Regions from separate parts of the Zea mays genome. Here all the other regions are linked to region 1. Evidence: chromatin contacts called from public Hi-C data. All regions are on one chromosome and are shown on one strand. The core of a region is the stretch at or near the end of the contact, and the rest is flanking DNA. Distances in the headings are between cores, read along the strand shown. Region 1 holds the start of LOC109943509 (trihelix transcription factor GTL1). Region 2 holds the start of LOC100286253 (protein kinase domain containing protein). Region 3 has its middle 11 kb from the start of LOC118476126.

Region 1 (2,534 bases), core at 17-2,516:
TACCTGGAAAGTGAGGGATTAACCACAACATGCCAATGCATGGCCATTTTTATACTCCCCTGCTCCACTTTGGCACGCATCTAGCCCCACGCTTTGCACATGACTCATGGGCCCGGTGGATGCTTTGGTCCCACAAGCCAGTGGCGTTATCCTTCACGTCACTTTGGTGGGGTGGATTTGGGGTGTGGGGGGATTGGGGGTCCGCGTTAATCGCCGTGCACGTTCTGCACCTCTTTCGCTCTCCGGGAGGGCCCACATTACAGCTGTTATAATGTGGTCTTGTCTGCCTCATCACAGCCCTATACTGCCTTTATAGTATCTGTTTTGTTTTCTTTCTACTCTAACTAGTTTTGTTTTGTATGTATAATTGTTAAAGTTTATTTGCTATTTTATCTCATCTGTGGATTTTCGTCTACAAAATGAACCTTGGGTCAAGGTAATTTGTTTTGATGCCCCCCTGATTGCTCTAACGGGGCGTTTGGATCCCTTCATTTTAAAGGAATTGGAATTCACTCAATAAAGTAACTTATTTAGTTTCGAATTTGGCATTCCACCACTTTCCAAAGTTCAGATATAAGCCTATCTAAAATTCATAGGGTGGAGGATAGGAAATGATTTTATGCATGATTAGAATTTGTTTCTAATCTGTAACTTACATGACACTCTTCGTTCTACTCCTCTATAATAAAAATGTAGCACATAAATATCTAGGACATCTTGCTAATAATAGTATACAAATATATTTTGTATAAAAATGAATTAGCTTAATTGATATATGCATAAATTACTATTATTAGAATGGAATTCAATTCCAGTGATCCAAACGGGGCGTAATAGTCGTTGCACCTTAGGTTAGTTGCCACCACATAGAGCAGCTAGTTAGTATTATATTCTTTGTAAATATGCATAACTTTTATTGTATATTTACCGGATGTTATTATACGTATAGTTACCATGGGCACAAGATAACATCCAAAAATTACTGTATTTCAAGCCCAGTAATAATCTTATGCATAACAAATGACTACCGCGTATTAGTATGTAGCAAAATAACTAAGATGATCACAGAATCCAACATATTCCTTCATGGGGATTGAGGTAGGGGAGTTCTGTAGAGAGGGTATTTGTGCCCCTCTCCCTTTTATTACAAGCCTCCCCCATCTCTCTCACCCCTTTCTCACTCATCCCACAGTTTCCAGCACTCCCTCCCTGTCTCTCCTGCCTCACATGCTTCTCTCTCTACCATTTTTTGCCCCACACTCCTCTCCCTCTCTCCTCTGTCCTTTTGGTTTTTTACTAATAAGTTGTATTAGGCAGGGAGGTAAAGCCCCCCTGACAGCGCAGCATCTTGTTTGTTTTATCTCCCACATCATCCCTCTCATCATCTTCTGCACACCTCTCCATCTTTCTATCTCTCTCCTGCAGCAGTACTCAACATTTCTCAACTTTCATCTTCTCTCTCCTTCACCCTACATACCCCCATCGTCTTCCTTACCCTCATCACAGATATCATATTCTCCTCATCTTTCTCTCTCCCATCCTCCCTATTATTTATTGGAGGCTACTTATTGATGGTATCTTAATTATTTTTCCTCTCATCTTCCTCCTCTTGAAGGAGTACATTTTATTTTTGCCAGCGTTCCTGTAGTACTATTAGTGCTTCCTCCCCCTTCTTCTTCTCTGGCTACTTCCTTCTTCTGCATCTCTTTCCCTTCCCCCCCCCCCCCCCCCCCCCCCCTCTCTGGCCTCCTTCCCTTCTCCATACTCTTATCCCTCTGAGGTCCGTCTCTCCTCTTCCCAGTTGTCCTTGCCTCCCACCTTTTTCACCTACCCCTCATGTACTGATCGTCTCACGACCTCCATTCCCCCGTGGTAACACCGGGCGACGTGCACAAGTGCGCGTGTGCGGGAGCAGGTGCTGTTAGCATGCAACAGCAGCAGCACGGGGGAGGAGGCGGCGGGGCAAGCGGTGGAGGCCCAGCGCAGCAGTTCGGCGCACAGCAGGTGGAGATGCCGCCGCCATTCTCGCCGGCCGGCGGCGCCGGGCAGCGGATCTCGCTGGCGGAGGCGCCGTCGCCCATCAGCAGCCGGCCGCCGGCATCGACGCCGGCGAAGCAGTACGACGAGCTCGGCGCGTCCGGCGCCGGCGCCGTGGGCTTCGACGCCGAGGGCCTGGCCGCCGCAGCAGCTGGCGAGGAGGGCGCCAGCGGCGGCTCGGCGGGCAACCGGTGGCCGCGGCAGGAGACGCTGGAGCTGCTCAAGATCCGGTCCGACATGGACGCCGCCTTCCGGGACGCCACCCTCAAGGGTCCCCTCTGGGAGCAGGTCTCCAGGTACGTAACTAGCTAGCTGAATCGCTCGCCACGCCGTACGTCGTCCCGGCGCGCCTCCGCAACGGAATTCTCGTCGGCGGGATGCTGCATGAAATCTCGTCGGCCTTCCGGGACCGGCCCCTGGCGCCGATTTGGTTAGCAGGCCCAGTTAATTAACTACTACTTACCCGGCTAAAGAACACTTCTTTTGTGCTTTTTTCC
Region 2 (2,534 bases), core at 13-2,512, 210 kb after region 1:
ATTATCAGTATTATAGCTAAAAACAGACTGACAGTTACAAAATAAGGTCCTAAAACGTGCCGTTATCGTGTCTACTAATTAATCGTGCCGGGCCCGTGCCTGCACCGCGGGCCAGAAGACTAGCCCAAGCCCGACACGGCTATCGGACCGGGCCGGCCCGGGCACGGTTCTAGTCGGGCTGGACCGTGCTCGTGCCGGGCCACGACCGTGCCGGGTCACGGGCCCACTGGCGGGCCGGTCCATTTGGACATGTCTAGGCAGGATAAATAAGAGCTCCGGTTTTTCACCTAACACTTGGCCAGTCGCCGTAACTATCGTACTAGTAGCAGTAACCATACTGGTTAAATCTCGATGTTATTTTTTCACTGCTGCGGCATGCGGTGAGCGAGCAAGCGACCGGTCATCAGGACCTTTTTTCCTGATTTGAGCTGACCAGAGCTCGGCAGCGGCAACCTGACATGTCCGCTGCCCGCTGAAGCTTCCGGCTTTTTCCGATGTATGTATGTACAAGCCCTGGAAAACGTCACCTCAAGAACCTGCCCAGCCCAGCCCAGCCCAGCCCAGCCCAGCCCAGTGCTGCTGCTGCATCGGTCACCGATCAGTGGTGGGTGCGAGACATCCTGGATCGCCAAGGAAAGGAACCACGTCCACTGTTCACGCCTCGGCTTTGCCCATATGATGCGTGCCGTCGTTATTCGTTAAGCTTCAGCTGAAACCTAATCGGCCGCAAGCTTCCACACCTACTGGAGCTGGACAGACACAGGCTCACTCCCTTGATATGTTTGTTGATCATGCATGCATACATCTAGTCGTCACACACGGTACGTGTATTGGTGTACTGGTCCAATTATACGGTCTAAACAAGTGCATAGTCTCGCTGTAATCCATGGAGCTCCACGGATAATGGAGGAATAGATTAATAACACCAATAATAATAATAATAACGAACGGTTGGTTCGATCGATGAGTCCCCGCCTAATAGCATATTTGGTGAGGCAACAATAGTACTGTCCTTGTGAGTAAGGTGGGTCCACTTGTCAGGCACCCTATCATCCCTGCCACTGCAGGTCTGCGGCGCTGCTGCATCTGCATGCCAATGACTGCATAAACAAGTTTCTCGCTTGCTTACATCATCCCCTCCACAGTTTACATCCTGTGATCCTGATAAGTTGGCACTTCACAGTTCAAACCCCCCACCAAATCTGAATCCCCCATACACCTCTCCCATATATATATCAGCCTTCCGCCCATCCCAACCCCAAGTACACAGAGAAACAAATACAGAGAGGCAGAGGCGCCATCATCTCCCTTCTTCTTCACCCACAAGCCTCTAGGTGCCTCACAAGTCCTCCTCCGCTGTCATCTCCCCTCTCCACTCCTCCCTGGTTTGTTCAAGAAACTTTCTTTGGACAAGATGGGAGTGCAGAGGTACAGGTTCTTCTGCTGCGGGTGTGGCGCCAATGCGGCGGCCGACGGCCGGGAACGCGACGAGGACGGGGGCTTCGGGGTGTCCGACGGCAAGGCCGAGAAGGGGGTCGAGGCCGGCCCGCGGGGGCTGTCGTGGGCGCAGGTTGAGGCGATGACGGGCGGGTTCACCTCGGCCGTGGTCGGCGAGGGCGGGTTCAGCACCGTGTACCTGGCGCGCCTCTCCGGCGCGCTCGCCGCCGTCAAGGTCCACCGCAGCAGCGAGCGCCTCCACCGCGTGTTCCGCCAGGAGCTCGACGCGCTCCAGCGCGTCCGGCACCCGCACATCGTCCGCCTCCTAGCCTTCTGCGACCAGCAAGGTGGGTCATCTCCTCTGCTCTGCTTTCTCGCGCTCCGCCTAGTGCGCCTTCCTTGTGCTGTGCTGAGTGCTGACGGAAGGCTCTGGCTTTTTTTTCCCCCCGAGTCGCAGACGAAGGCGTGCTGGTGCTCGAGTTCGCGGCGAACGGGAACCTGCACGAGCGGCTCCACGGCGGGGGCAAGGCCGCGGGGACGATGCCGTGGGCGCGGCGGGTGTCGGTGGCGCTGCAGGTGGCGCGCGCGCTCGAGCACCTGCACGACCGCTGCGAGCCGCAGGTGGTGCACGGCGACGTGAAGGCGTCCAACGTGCTCCTGGACGCGTCCATGTCCGCCAAGCTGTGCGACTTCGGGTCGGCGCGGATGGGGTTCTCGGCCGCCGTCCGCCCGCGCTCGTCCGCGCGCACCATGCTGGGCTCGCCAGGCTACGTCGACCCGCACTACATCCGCTCCGGCGTGGTCACCAAGAAGAGCGACGTGTACAGCTTCGGCGTCCTGCTCCTGGAGCTGCTCACGGGGATGGAGGCCTTCTGCGCGGAGGAAGGCCGGCTCCTCACTGCCGTCGTCGCGCCGCGGCTCAGGGCAGGCGACCCGCCCTGCGACGCGCGCGGGTTGGTCGACGAGAGGCTCGGCACCGCCTACGACGCCGCCGAGGCCGCCGCGGTGGCGGCGCTGGCCGCGGCCTGTGTCGGCGACAACCCCAGCCTCCGGCCGTCCATGGCCGACGTGGTGCGCACCCTGGAGCAGCGCGCGCA
Region 3 (2,534 bases), core at 22-2,521, 200 kb before region 1:
GGCGGAGGGCGCTACCGTAGGGCCCGTTACCGTCGAAGGGAGCGTGCTAGCGGCTTCTGCGAGGCTACGGCGTTGGCACGGGCTTCCACGCGACGTCCTGCTCCTAGATCCGATGGATGCGGTAGAGGGAAGGGCGAGGAGAGATATCGAGTGAAGGCGGCGGCCATGGAGGTAGCCATGTGTTGGCCGTTGCGAGCATCAGGGGGATGGGGGCACGACGGGGGAAGGACGATGGCGCGTGGGCACGGCGGCCGCGAGATGCGGGGACATCCGCAGGAGATCGAGGACGGGGACATCCGTAGGAGATTGAGGTGGGGCGCGAGGGAGGCCGCGCGAGCGTGGACAGGTGGGGTGGAGGGCGAGGGCGGAGCTATTGGATGCCGCGGCGAGATTAGCGGGGGGAACGAAGACGGGCCTCACGCGGCGAGATTAGCGGGGGGAGCAACGCGGGAGGAGGGCGGAGCCGCGTGGTGGTGGACGCCCTCCTTACCTTCTTAAGGGATAGTAGAGATTGACTGCCAGCGCAACGGAGATCGTCGTCGTCGTGTTTCTCTCCTGTTCTGCGGGGCCCCGGCACGCGCGCGGATCGGAGCTAGCTGCACGGACGTGTTAAGCTGGAACCGCCGGGGCAACCGGCCGATAGCAGCGTCGTCCAAGTGTCCAACTACCTTGTTCAGTTCGACGATCTCATGCAAGAGAGCCGTGCATGCATCCTATCGCCTAGCTAGCTAGTGGTGGGTTGTCAAACTAATCTATGTGACCAGAAACGCTTAGTTAACAGTCACGGTCGAGGAGTCAAATTGCACCTCCCCTAGCTACCATGCATTGCATGCATCACGTTCGTCCAACTCCAATAATTGTGCCATCTATCGCAGTGTACTGTAATTAAGAAAAACCACGACGACACCGGATAGAGAAAGAGAGCTGTTCGTCTTTGACTCTCAACCAACCCCTGCCGCCGGCCGGCCGGCCGGCCGGTCTCTCTGTCCTCTCGTTTCGCAACAACTGCAGTTCAATTGAAACTGACTCTGACCACCACCATCTTTGAAGGCCGCCGGAGATGCATTTTGGGTTGTCATGCAGCCTTGCAGGGATCGATATATAGCTATCTATCTCCGTACGTTCGTGCGGGGGAATGGGGAACGAGGTGGATTTGGAATTTGGCTTTTCCATGATGCCGCCGCCGACGCGCGCGTGTGATGGCAGAGGCTGGCGCAGCCGCAGCCACGAGTGGTGTGGCTGCCGTACGTGAAGGTGGCCAACAGTGACGCCACTATCATGCATGCTGCCGACGACAGCGAGGTGCTTTTATCACTGCTCTGCTAGCTCCAAAGAAGGCATCGTTGGCGCGGGGGTGACTGCGACCTTCAGGCTTAGCTTCATTATTTTTATTTTTACTTTAGCTTTGCGATTGCGTAGTGGTTTTCATTATTGCATATCTTATCATCGTGAAGCGCGCGCGGGGTGGACCGTGTTGGCCAGTTTTGCGCCGCAACTAGCTTCAGGTTCTCTCGTTTCCTTTCGTCTAAAAATTAAAAGGACGTTCGAAAATAGCAGACTGAAAACCTGATTTAGGCGCTAACCTCGAATGAAAAAACCGCGTCGACATCGTCCTTATCTGGAGAACGCGCAACATCTTAAATCGGGGGGCCGGGTCAAACCGAAACGATGATAGCAACAGCTGGTCAGCGCGCACTCCGGTCAAACGTCATGGGAAAACGGATCGGAGAAACAACCGCGAGCCTAGCTAGCTCTCCTGTCTCAGGGCGCACGCACGCACGCGAAGCCGCGTTCTTCTTCACCGCACCGGCCGGACACTACGTACGTCCGTGTCCGTCCACATTTTTCACAGCATGCACAGCCAGCCACCAGTCCACCACCACCAGCTAAGCTACCGGACATGCATGCGCATGTCGACCAGTCGTTGCCGCCGCTTCTCGATTGATGACAGCCGATCGAAGGTAATGAATGCTACGACTAAGGACGGCTTCATCGGCAGTAAAAGAAAAGAAGACCAATTCTCTCTAGTTGGTTACGACTGCGACAGAGTAAAAAGGCAAGGCCTTGTTGTCGCCATTAGCTTAGCATTGGCACAGCGGTAACTGTCAGCCGCGCCGGCGGCCGACATGCTGCTTATTGCTTGGATCGGACGAGAACTGCAGTGCAATTTGACTTCAAATGCGCGAGCCGCCGCGTCGTCTATACTGCTCAGGAATACTAGTAATTCGTTCGTTCGTTAGCGTCGACGCGCTAATGATGCATGGCCGGCCGTAAGTACGTCCGGCCGGCCGATATGCCCGCCGGTCAAACTGGCGAGTCACTTGGGTAGCAGGACACTGGTGGGGATATATTCCGTTCCGATTTCTGTATTGACTAATTTGAATTTGTATTTTCATATTGGTGGTGTAGAATAGCACCCAACAAAAAGTTCAGTTATTACATATCGGCGATATGTAGTAGTAACTAGAGATGGCAATGGGGACCCGTTCCCCGATTCCCCGCGGGGAATTCCCCAATTAGGGGACGGGTATAAG

Evidence for each region. Hi-C and Micro-C count contacts between places; a contact is called where the count stands out from the background.
Region 2: a contact with region 1 is called in a Hi-C map of root tip, with 2.9 times the contacts expected there. The contact joins the promoter of LOC100286253 here to the promoter of LOC109943509 in region 1. A contact is called at or near these places in 4 of 25 Hi-C or Micro-C datasets (bundle sheath, ear, leaf and 1 more).
Region 3: a Hi-C map of leaf shows a contact between it and region 1, with 5 times the contacts expected there. The contact joins the enhancer-like site here to the promoter of LOC109943509 in region 1. A contact is called at or near these places in 5 of 25 Hi-C or Micro-C datasets (bundle sheath, ear, leaf and 1 more) and 1 of 3 datasets of contacts at active chromatin or transcription factors (leaf).

What each region holds. Positions count from the first base shown.
Region 1 is chr1:229,063,558-229,066,091 of Zm-B73-REFERENCE-NAM-5.0, forward strand. It overlaps LOC109943509 (trihelix transcription factor GTL1), which reads left to right and starts at 1,267. Exons shown (of 3, transcript XM_020546729.3): 1 at 1,267-2,333. The coding sequence starts at 1,927.
Region 2 is chr1:229,274,430-229,276,963 of Zm-B73-REFERENCE-NAM-5.0, forward strand. It overlaps LOC100286253 (protein kinase domain containing protein), which reads left to right and starts at 1,263. Exons shown (of 2, transcript NM_001159140.1): 1 at 1,263-1,784; 2 at 1,895-2,534. The coding sequence starts at 1,415.
Region 3 is chr1:228,860,915-228,863,448 of Zm-B73-REFERENCE-NAM-5.0, forward strand. No RefSeq gene overlaps it. Among protein-coding and RNA genes, the nearest start is that of LOC118476126, 11 kb to the left of the region's middle. Within about 2 kb of position 1,272, at least 12 of the 20 cell types and tissues checked have an H3K27ac peak or open chromatin away from gene starts, as enhancers often do. A contact at or near this core is called in bundle sheath, leaf and tassel, where this site is marked.